Regions from separate parts of the Mus musculus genome. Here region 1 is linked to region 2. A link is a contact called in public HiChIP or PLAC-seq data. All regions are on one chromosome and are shown on one strand. The core of a region is the stretch at or near the end of the contact, and the rest is flanking DNA. Distances in the headings are between cores, read along the strand shown.

Region 1 (5,092 bases), core at 1,051-3,550, 200 kb before region 2:
ACTCTACTTTGCTTTTATGGAGGGCAGAAGATTGCCGGAGAGAGGGTCACTGTGGTCAAGAAGAAAGCTGAGCTTTGACCTCACAGAGAAATCTGGTCTTGATTTCAAGAAGGCATTTAAGACAACCATCCAACACTTTGGAGTACCTAAATGGATGGTGGAAAGAAGGCGAAAACCACAGGTAGCATTTGGTCAAAAAGAAAGTGGTGGGAACGTGGGAGGTGAGCAGAGCAGGGCAGAAGAGTGCAGAAGCTGGCACAAGGGCACACGGTGCTCGAGGATTTGCAATATTTATAGCGATGAGGGACCCGTGAGAGGCGGAGGGTGACAGCGGAGGAAGGGTTGTGGCCAGAGAAGAAAGAGTCATGCGCAAAGGCTGGAGAGGATGCCTCTGTTTGTCAAGGTAACACCGTCCTTTCTTTGATTGGAGTGTTTCACGGTTGCAGTCAACTTCCGAAAATGGCTTCCCCTTTCCTTAGCATCCCATCCGGCGTCCACTTAAAGGCTGCTAGCCGCTTTCCTCGCGCTGCTGGAGTTTTCTGGCCAAGTTAGCTCTTTGAGAGACGCAAAGGAAACCCAGTAATTAGGTTCATTGCCCTCCAGTTGTCCCACAGTGCAGGTTTTCGGTGGGATATTGAAGTTTGGAGAGGACCCACCCATTCTCCCACCTATCTCTGGTGACGACCATGACCCTCAGTGGTGGTGAATGCGATGGTTCCCTGAGAGGCCAGGTGGGATGTGGGTAGGCTGTATTCTGGTGTCTCTGTCTTCTTACATCATGTATATCACTCCCTTCTTGGCTGTGGTGGAAAGGCTGCCCACCCACTGACCTGCTGCAGGGGTGCACCCATACGCCGTCCCTGACTATTACTTAATTTTATACTTTCACTTCTAAAATAAATGCAGAGCTGCTTGTCATAACATGGGCGTGGAAACCTCATTTCTTTTCTTTTAGACCAACAGAGAGTCCGTTTCTGCGATTTCTATTTTAGTGGAATGTTAGTAGTGGAAATTTGGGTTCTCCTGGTTGCAACCCTTCTTGGCTTATGGTGGTTTACTCTCTAGAAATTGTGGTTTTCCTTCTCTCTCATCTTTGTAAACATAAATGAATCTGGTAATAACAAACACTGCCAAAGTGTTTTTTTTTTTTCTTTTTTCTTTTTCTTTTTAATAGTCACACCCTCAGTAAAGAAGAGTTGTTTTTTTCCTTGAATTTCAACATAGTTGAACTGAATTTTCAGTGTGCCTTTTAAGAGATGTTTCCTTTAATGGATGTGTTGATGAGAGTGGGTTACTGTGGGTTTAGCTAATGAAGAATTAAGAGTGTCATCAATAAATTCTCACACACCAAAGTGCAAATGTCTGTTGAATTTGGCTACTGAGAAATGCTAATTGTACTATTAGCGTGCTTTAACTTAAAGCTTGATCACAAGTGTTTCTGTTTTATTCTGTTTGCCTTCCCAAGCTAACACAAGGAAAGGTTGTGACCAACGTCAAGCTGAGAATGTTCACTTCCGTTTCAAGTCCAGAACAACTAGGGTCACCTTGGAGATGATTTATGCTCTCCAAATTGTAAAACACACCACAATGACTTATTTATTACATCAGGTCCTGGAGCTTAACAAAATTCTTTTAAAAATACAAACAAGGAGGTATTGATTCAATCAGCCAGGGTGTGTGTTGACTGCACACACAAAACCCAGCCCTGCTTCTTGCAACGCCATCCCTCCTCATCTCCTCCTAGCATTACTGAAGCTGGGCTCCACTTAATCGCCATCTCATCGGCAGCAGGAAACAATTATTCTGAGTAAGCCCGCGGACCGCTCTGGTTTTTGCAGCCGATTATTTAAAAACAATATTTCCTTAAGATAACAATTTTGATAATGATGCAGGAAGGAAATATATTCGCAATTAAATGAGCACTCTTTAGCACAACAAGCAATAAAAAGCTTAACACTGAGCCGCTGTGAGTTAAATGCCGGAACAATGTTGGACAAACCCCACCGGCTTCTGCTGACACATTTATTTTTTCAGTAAATGAAGCCTGTTTAGGTTTAATGCATTTGTGGTTGACGATAGTTTAAAAGATCAATGTAAATTCGTTTTGAACTAGTAAATACGGCTTTAATGAAACTTCTAACAGCGTGCTCTCACACCTCAGGCTCCTTCATCATCCCTAGGTGACACAGCAGGGTCTTACTGGAGGCCGATGACATGCCCAGAGCATTATGAAGTGTTTGACAGATTTTATTTGATGTGTGTGTGATTTATGGGCTAGATACAAGGATTCCATCATTGCCCACTCTGCCTTCTGTCCACACTCAGTGCAAAAGGCTTCGAAGAAACCTTTGGCTAAATGTGCTTATTAATATAAAAACATGTACACCATGGATAAACTGTGTCTCAGAACTAGGATCATGGCACATTCCCACTCCACAGAATGAAGTAATGCCTGAGGCAGCGCTTTGCAAACTGTAAAGCCCGGCATAGAGGTTAGTTTTCATAATTACTGTTGTTACAGGAAACCCTGGTTTTTATACATTATTATTCTGTTTCCCTTTAACACTTAATTCAAAGAGTAAATAGAGACAAGTCATTTCCCTTAGAGCCTGCTGCAGTTTTAAATAGTTCAGAGAGTTCCGTGAAGGTTTTATTGTAAATCACATATGATGCTGTTGCTTTGTTTTATATCTATATTCTGATGTATATTTGTATTTGTGTGTGTGTGTGTGTGTGTGTGTGTGTGTGTGTGTGTGTGAAGCATACTGATATAATAAACACAACTCATTAAACTGTGTCCGCGTGAGTATTCTCCACTGGACCGGGGAATGGCAGACCGGAACTGCAAACCATTGCTTTCTGGAGTGTGAAGATGCACCCCACCCTCACCAGGCCACTCACTTTGTAGCACTCTTTGTAAATTTTTCTTTTCTGGTCTTTGAGGATGTCGGACTTGAAGAGTTTCTGTTGTTGCTGTTCCTGGTGCTTCAGAGAAAAAGTGGATGGCGCACTTCATCTCTGGCCTCAGAGACTGGAAGGCATTCATTTGTTAGATAAAAGTCAAGGCGAAATGATGCAGGGAGAATATCTGACTTCTTGAGTCAGTCCTTGAACTTGACCTTGGCGTGAGGTTGCTTGTGTGAAAGTTAGGGACAAAGTTCAAGCCTGGATATGGATCAGCAAACAAGCTCTGCAGTTAAAAATGTCTACTGCACACACAGCCTATTCCTAGGTAGGTGATAGACTTGAGTTTGCGTGTGGTAATGTAAATCTATGCCAACCGCATATTAAATGATTTTGTTGAAGTTTTGAAATCTCACAAAATAAAAAAAGAAAATGTATAAAATATGAATTTAAGAAGTTCAGCACACTTGTCACATGACTCTTAGGTCAAGGACACACCTTTTTTCTTCTTCATTTAAGTATCAAATAAACAGCGAAGAAGTTGTTAGTGATTTGAGTGAGATTTAAACAAATAAAGAGAAAATGAAATGAAAATTTAGATAAATAAAATAACTCATCACACAGTTCCTAGGCTTTGGGTGAGAAGCTAGGACAGAAAGAATAATGATCAGAAAAATACTTATTTTCATAGGCAAGTTGGACATAAAAATTGTTTTCATTGTAGAACTTAGCTGGTCTTGCAGTGTGAACATCCATTACAATAAAACACAGTGGAATTTGCTTTTAACCTGAGAGTACAAATAACACAGAAAAAAAAAAACACTAGAGAAAAATGCACAAGGAATAAACACAATTTTAGTCTAGGAGTGCTGAGATCAAGTGTCAAAGATAGCTCCACTCTTAAGCTGATTGGTATGTTTAGGACAGTGGTTCTCTACCTGTGGGTCATGAGCCCTGGGTGTGGCATACCAGATCTTTACATTACAATTCATAACATTAGAAAAACTAGTTATGATGTAGCAAAGAAATAATTTTATGGTTGCTGTCACCACAGCATGAAGCACCAAGCGTTACAGGGCTTGCAGCCTTAGGAAGGTAGAGACCACTGATTTAGAGGTTCAGTCTGCTATCATCAAGGCGGAACATGGCAGTGTCCAGGCAGGCATGGTGCAGGAGCTGAGAGTTCTATGTCTTCATCTGAAGGCTGCTAGAATACTGGCTTCCAGGCAGCTAGGATGAGGGTCTGAAATCCCACACCCACAGTGACACATCAACTCCAGCAAGGCCACATCTCCCAATAGTGCCACTCCCTGGGCCAAGCATATATGAACCATCACAATAGCAAAGACTCTTCTAAAAGTTCTGCTGCGGTAAAATCCACAGTATTCCAGAGCTCGAGTTCCCTCTTCAGGACAGGTTTCATCTCCTGAGCAGTTAACATTGTAGTGATTATAAAGCGGCATGCTTTAATTAGCTTTCTGTATCTTGCATCCTACTCCAAACATTGCCGGCCCCCATTGCTGTCTTCATTTCCAGACCATGTGATGGAGGACAAGAGAGGTCACATTCAATGCCACAGTCAGTGGAATTAAACTCAGGATCTGTTACAACTACTGCTCATTTTAAAGAAAACAAACTAGAGGCTAGAGAGATAGCCCGGCAGTTAAGAGCACTAGCTGTTCCTGCAAAGGACCCAGGTTTGATTCCCAGCACCTATATGGCAACTCACAACTGTCTGAAACTCCAGCTCTAGGAGATCTGGTGATCTCTTCTAGCCTCTTTGGGTACTATATGTGTGGTATACAGTTTTGCATGTGGGTATACTCGTGAACATAAAATACATACATAAACACAATCTATATGAATTTAAAATTATTATTATTATTGACAGTAAACATGACAGCTTTCTTCTCTCCTTTTTGTAGATTCCATATAACTGCTATTTTCTGATGGAATTAATATCTCATGGGGACATTAAGAAGCAGAGTGAGAAACTCTCATTGGCCCAGACCTGTCACTTCTTCTGAAGCTGCAGTAACTCCGTTAGCTTTCAGGAGGCTGTCTTCTTACTTTCCCAGTGTCTTTTACCTTCCTCTGTTTGTGTCAGAGCCAATGCTATCACTTCTATTGATACGTATTTTTAATTTAAAGATTGTCAAGACACATTTTAAGGGGTGGGAGTTCAACT
Region 2 (5,116 bases), core at 1,049-3,548:
GTAAAGCAACTCAATGACACAGCTCTCGGAAGGCATCAAGGCCACAGGCCTAAGTGCTCAGGAGGGAACTACAAAAGCCACTCTGGGTTGTCGGAACCCTGGTCCCAGTGTGAGGAAGCTCTAGAGCCAGGAGAGCTGTGGTGGCTTCAGAATAGGATCATAGGATCCACGTCACTCCTTTCCCCCAAGGTTCCCCCAAGGACAAAGCAGGGATTTTAACCCATCCAAAGCTCCTCACGGGTGTCTTCCTCAGGGCCAACTTAGTTGGCTCACTCGATACTGTGCTCATTGGAAACTGTCAGGGAGATTACTTGTGACACTTACTAACTAGTGTCCGACTGTGTTAGGTCTCCCGACAAGCACAGAGACTGAACCAGAACTGTCACGTGCTTTTTGATTTACTTGGACACAATTCACATTCCAATGATTTGTCCTTTTAAAGTATGCATTGCAGTGGCTTTTATCATATTTTTAAATGTAATTAGAATTAGTTATTTGGACCAAAGGAATGGCTCTGTGGGTAAAGGAGCTTGCTGCCAAGACTGACAATCTCAGTTCCATACCAGGAAACCAGGTGGTAGAAGGACAGAAATGACTCCTGAAACTGTCCCGTGATCTACATGCATGCATGTACACACATGCACACACACACACACATGCACACACACACACACACACACACTCACTCACTCACACACACACACACACACACACACACACACACTCACACATACACTCACATACAATAAAATTAAAATATGATCTTAAAAGTTTAGAATTGGGGCTGGAGAGATGGCTCAGCAGCTAAGAGCACCAGCTACTCTTCCAGAGAACCCAGGTTCAATTCCCAGCACCCACATGGCAGCTCACAACTGTCTATAACTCCTGTCTCTCACACAACCATATATGCAGTCAAAATACCAATGTACATAAAATAAAAGTAAATAAAATGTTTTTTTAAGGTTTAGAATTAATCATGTAGTAATTGCAGAATTAATACTTAATGTATCTTATTCTAGAACAGGCTCATAGCTCCCTAAACAACTTCAAGCCCACTAGCCCTCATTCCTCACACACCCTTTCCCAGATCCTAGCAACTCTTGATCTGTCCTCTTCCAGGCTCGTAAAGAATGGCCTGCTCTAGGCGCTTCATGTGATTTGAGTCCTATGAAACTCATTTTTTTCAAGCCTGGCTTCTTTTACCTGGCATTGTGATCTAGGGCTATCCATGTTGTAGCATGAAATATTACTACTGCATTGCCTCCTTTGTAAGTAAGATTCTATTGCATGGAAACGTACCCGTTCTGTTGATAGATTCCCCAGTCGTTGGCATGTGGAGGCCAGATGCTGGTTTTCTGGTATCTTCCATCTGGCTCTGACTGGTCAGCTCAATGTGAGTTTATCTTGAGAGGCCTGGAAGCATCATCTTTTGGACCATGCTCTGTGGGATTCCCCACCCCAGACATAGGCATCACTCGGGTGCACTGAGTTCTAATCCTGATTTCTTTGGGATGCAAATATGCTGGCAGGCACTGGTGGCCGTGGGAGTGGTCACTCTGATTAAGAGACACTGGAAATGTACCTGTAAAGTATTTCTTCCCCTGCCTTGGCAGGGCACTACCTACCTTCTTATCCTACTGTGTATTTATTAACTCACACATCTCAGAGCAGACTCTGCCATGGAGCATATAGAACACCTCTGTGAACATGCACATGACTACACGTCCCATGCTGTGCATTGAGGTGGGTGCCACGGCAGTTGGGTAGAGAGCCTCATGGCAAGAGATGCCAAGAGTAGCCAAAGTAAGAGGAAGTGGAGAAACGATCATACAGTGTAGCTGTCGCAGACAAAGACAGGGGCATAGGCTCTAGGTGGCTAAAAAGAACACCAGGGGACTTAGTGTGGAGGAGGGAAGAAGCCATCTAGAGCTTATAGTTCTCAGTGATGACTTCGCAGTTTACTTTTTGGTTCTGTGTTCCCTGTGTGCATGCGTCTAGATGTAACAGTGAGTGAGCCTACAGGTCAGAGTACGGGAGGCCGACCCTCATATTGAAAGCTGGAACAGATGCAGGTTTAAATTGTAAAGAGACATTTCTCCTGGTACAACACATTCCCCAGGCTCAGACGTTGGTGAAGCCTGCTACATAGTTACTTTGTACTGTTACATTTCTCCTCCTGGGGAACTCCTCTAGGCAGCTGGGTCATACCCAAAGAGAACACATCTTTGTTGTAGAATTTAGCTCTGCCCCTCCAGGCGTCAGAGAAAGGGAGCGGTGACCAATCACAGCACTGACAAGCGGCAGGTGGAGCGCACACGTGTACAGCTCACACTGCGCTCCTATCCTGGGCCACTCTTTATGGAATGGTGGATTCTCAGGGCTGTTTGTGTAATTGCTTCTTGTAAATGAGCTGCTATTCTGGAAGGCTTTCCGGTAAACCGCTCTCCTTCGCCATCTGGTATCCAGTTGTTTTAACCGGGTTTCCAGTATCTGCCTGCATCAGCCCTTAGGAACCTTTTAAACCTTCGCAAAATGAAGTCATTGAAGTTTACACGTCCAGTCTCACAGTTGTTCAGAGTCACTTTGAAGCGAAGGCACGGAGGGCCTGAGAGACAGGAGGAGACATAGAGGACTCTGCTTATCCCTGTCTCAGGTGGTCAGACTGGCTGGGTACCACTGAGGCTGCAGTGGCTCCTTCCCTCTGCTTTGAGCTTGGGAGACTCTTGCGATGAGGAGGTAAGGAGGGAACTGCTGATGATAACCCGGGAAGGAAGTGACTGTCTTTGGATCCAGGTTAAACCAGATCTGCAAATCTTCTCTTGGAGCGAACTGTCTGGTCACCCCGTGCCCACCCTGACTGTTGGTTCTTTCTTGTTGCATCCCCTTTCCTGCTTAAAACACACCGTGCTTGGAAACACAGGAGCAGAGAGATGCGAGCATGTGCGCACTGCTAGCTCTAAGTTCTGCTGTGTCTCCCTGGGCATGGGGACCACTGTGTGAATACAAAACACTTGAGATGCAGATGAGAATCTAGGTCCAAAGACTTTGGCTCTTGGACCACATGGCCTGTCTCTCTCATCTCCAATTCTAATGACTACAGATAGCGTAGGCGTCTGGAAACCTGAGGAACAGGGAGCCCTAATTATAAAGAAAATCTAAACCTTTCTTAAAAGTTTTTTTTCCCCCCTGAGGAACTGTGGAGAGATTTTCAAATGATGTCCTAAGGGAAGGTCCCTCCCCCTGGGTCCTCCTGTTTGTCAATTTTTGTCCCCTGGTGTGTTGATGTGTCCGCTTTTGTCTGCTGGGAAAAAGCCGGGTTCATATTCCTGGGCGTGAGAGTAATGCTCACTCTCAGCACGGCTCTTCTCACCTGGGGTTGGCCTCCCGAGGGAGCATGAGCTGCAGACCCGAGAGGCAATGTGGGGATCACATCCACGCCGCCCAGGCAGGCTTCCTCCATACCCACCCGTCATGACCTGGATGCTAAAGCCCTGTCCTTGGGGGGCCTCTGCCTCCCTTGTGCTGCCCCCTCCCTCGCCGGCTCCTCCAAGCTCTGCTGATCTCTCCATCCTCGTTGGCTTCCTCTCCAAAAATCTCTTCCTCCGAGCCACCCATCCCCTCAGCCACTCCCACACTCTTCACCTCGGTGAGCTCTCCATCAGCCTCTGTCTTGTGGCAAAGGTGTAGTGCCTGAGCCAGGAGATCAAGTCTTGCCTTCCTAAAGAGCTGGGGTAGAGACGGTACTGTCTTTGACATGATGTAAGAAACGCTTGAGGTAGCAGCCTAGAGGTGGGGACATTTGAACCCATTTCTATTTCCTGCCTATTGTCCTGTGCCTGAAATTAAGTTATCCTTGCGTGAGAGACGTAAGCAGCTTCCTTGGAACGCCTCATTTTCCTTCATATTCAGTGGCATTGTTTAATTCACTTGCCTTGCTTCTTTAAGTTATATACAAAAGTGTCTGGTACCCAAAGAGAGACTTCAAGATGGACAGTGTTGGCAGACGTGACACTGTGTTATCCTTGCTGTTTTCTGTTAACCCGGGTAAACGATGCTCCACTTGTGGTCTTCCTGAAACCAAGAAGACAGAGCTTTGTCATTAAGCTTGACTGTAAGGCCCGTACAGATGAGTCTTGTTGAGGTTGTGCCCTGCAAGGTTTCCTTCTCTTGTGAGGCTATGCCGGGGCCTAGCAAACATAGAAGTGGATGCTCACAGTCAGCTATTGGATGGATCACAGGGCCCCCAATGGAGGAGCTAGAGAAAGTACCCAAGGAGCTAAAGGGATCTGCAACCCTATAGGTGCAACAACAATATGAACTAACCAGTACCCCTGGAGCTCGTGTCTCTAGCTGCATATGTAGCAGAAGATGGCCTAGTCCGCCATCTGTGGAAAGAGAGGCCCATTGGTCTTGCAAACTTTATATGCCTTAGTACAGGGGAATGCCAGGGCCAAGAAGTGGGAGTGGGTGGGTAGGGGAATGGCAGGGGGAGGGTATAGGGGAAGTTGGGATAGCATTGGAAATGTAAATGAAGAAAATACCTAATAAAAAATAAGAATAAAAAAATAGAGTACTGGAGTCCCTGTGAAACTGGATCCTGTCACTGGGATCAGTAGAGTGGTTTGAACCGGGATCCAGGAAGTATATGTGTTGACACCTTAACCCTAATTCCTGTTCATGGACCTCAGAGGATTGGAGGTGGCTAAGCTTGGCTATGGTTATCAGGGTGACATCCATGGGAGACTTGAGGGGTTTTGGAAGAGCAGATGAGAGAAGAAGTGGACACTTTCTAGCTCCATGCTACACCACACACTTCATTATGACTACTTAACATGAAGCCCTCATTGGACACCAAGCAGAGACCAGGCCCTGGTTCATACTCTTGGACCTCTCAGGCCCCCATGAGCTAAATAAACTTCTCTCCTTTATAAATTACTCAGCCTTTACCTTTTGTTCTTAAATCAACGGAAAGTAGCCAAAGGTCAGAAACATGGCCAGGACCCACCCAAAGGATTTGGTCCCTTTGAAGACTGCAGTTTAACACAACTGTCACTGCCAACTCCTTCCTAAATTACGTTCTTCATCCACCCGGTACCCAGGGCACTCAGCATGATCT

What was found. HiChIP or PLAC-seq counts read pairs in DNA pulled down with a chosen protein or histone mark.
Region 1: an H3K4me3 HiChIP or PLAC-seq map of embryonic limb bud shows a contact between it and region 2, with 2.7 times the contacts expected there. The contact joins two enhancer-like sites. A contact is called at or near these places in 1 of 484 Hi-C or Micro-C datasets (cerebellum) and 2 of 115 datasets of contacts at active chromatin or transcription factors (embryonic limb bud and embryonic stem cells).

Annotation. Positions count from the first base shown.
Region 1 is chr16:93,269,494-93,274,585 of GRCm38.p6, reverse strand. No RefSeq gene overlaps it. Among named protein-coding and RNA genes, the nearest start is that of Gm30588, 9.7 kb to the right of the region's middle. Within about 2 kb of position 2,300, at least 5 of the 459 cell types and tissues checked have an H3K27ac peak or open chromatin away from gene starts, as enhancers often do. A contact at or near this core is called in embryonic limb bud, where this site is marked.
Region 2 is chr16:93,072,918-93,078,033 of GRCm38.p6, reverse strand. No RefSeq gene overlaps it. Among named protein-coding and RNA genes, the nearest start is that of Gm30474, 57 kb to the left of the region's middle. Within about 2 kb of position 2,298, at least 6 of the 459 cell types and tissues checked have an H3K27ac peak or open chromatin away from gene starts, as enhancers often do. A contact at or near this core is called in embryonic limb bud, where this site is marked.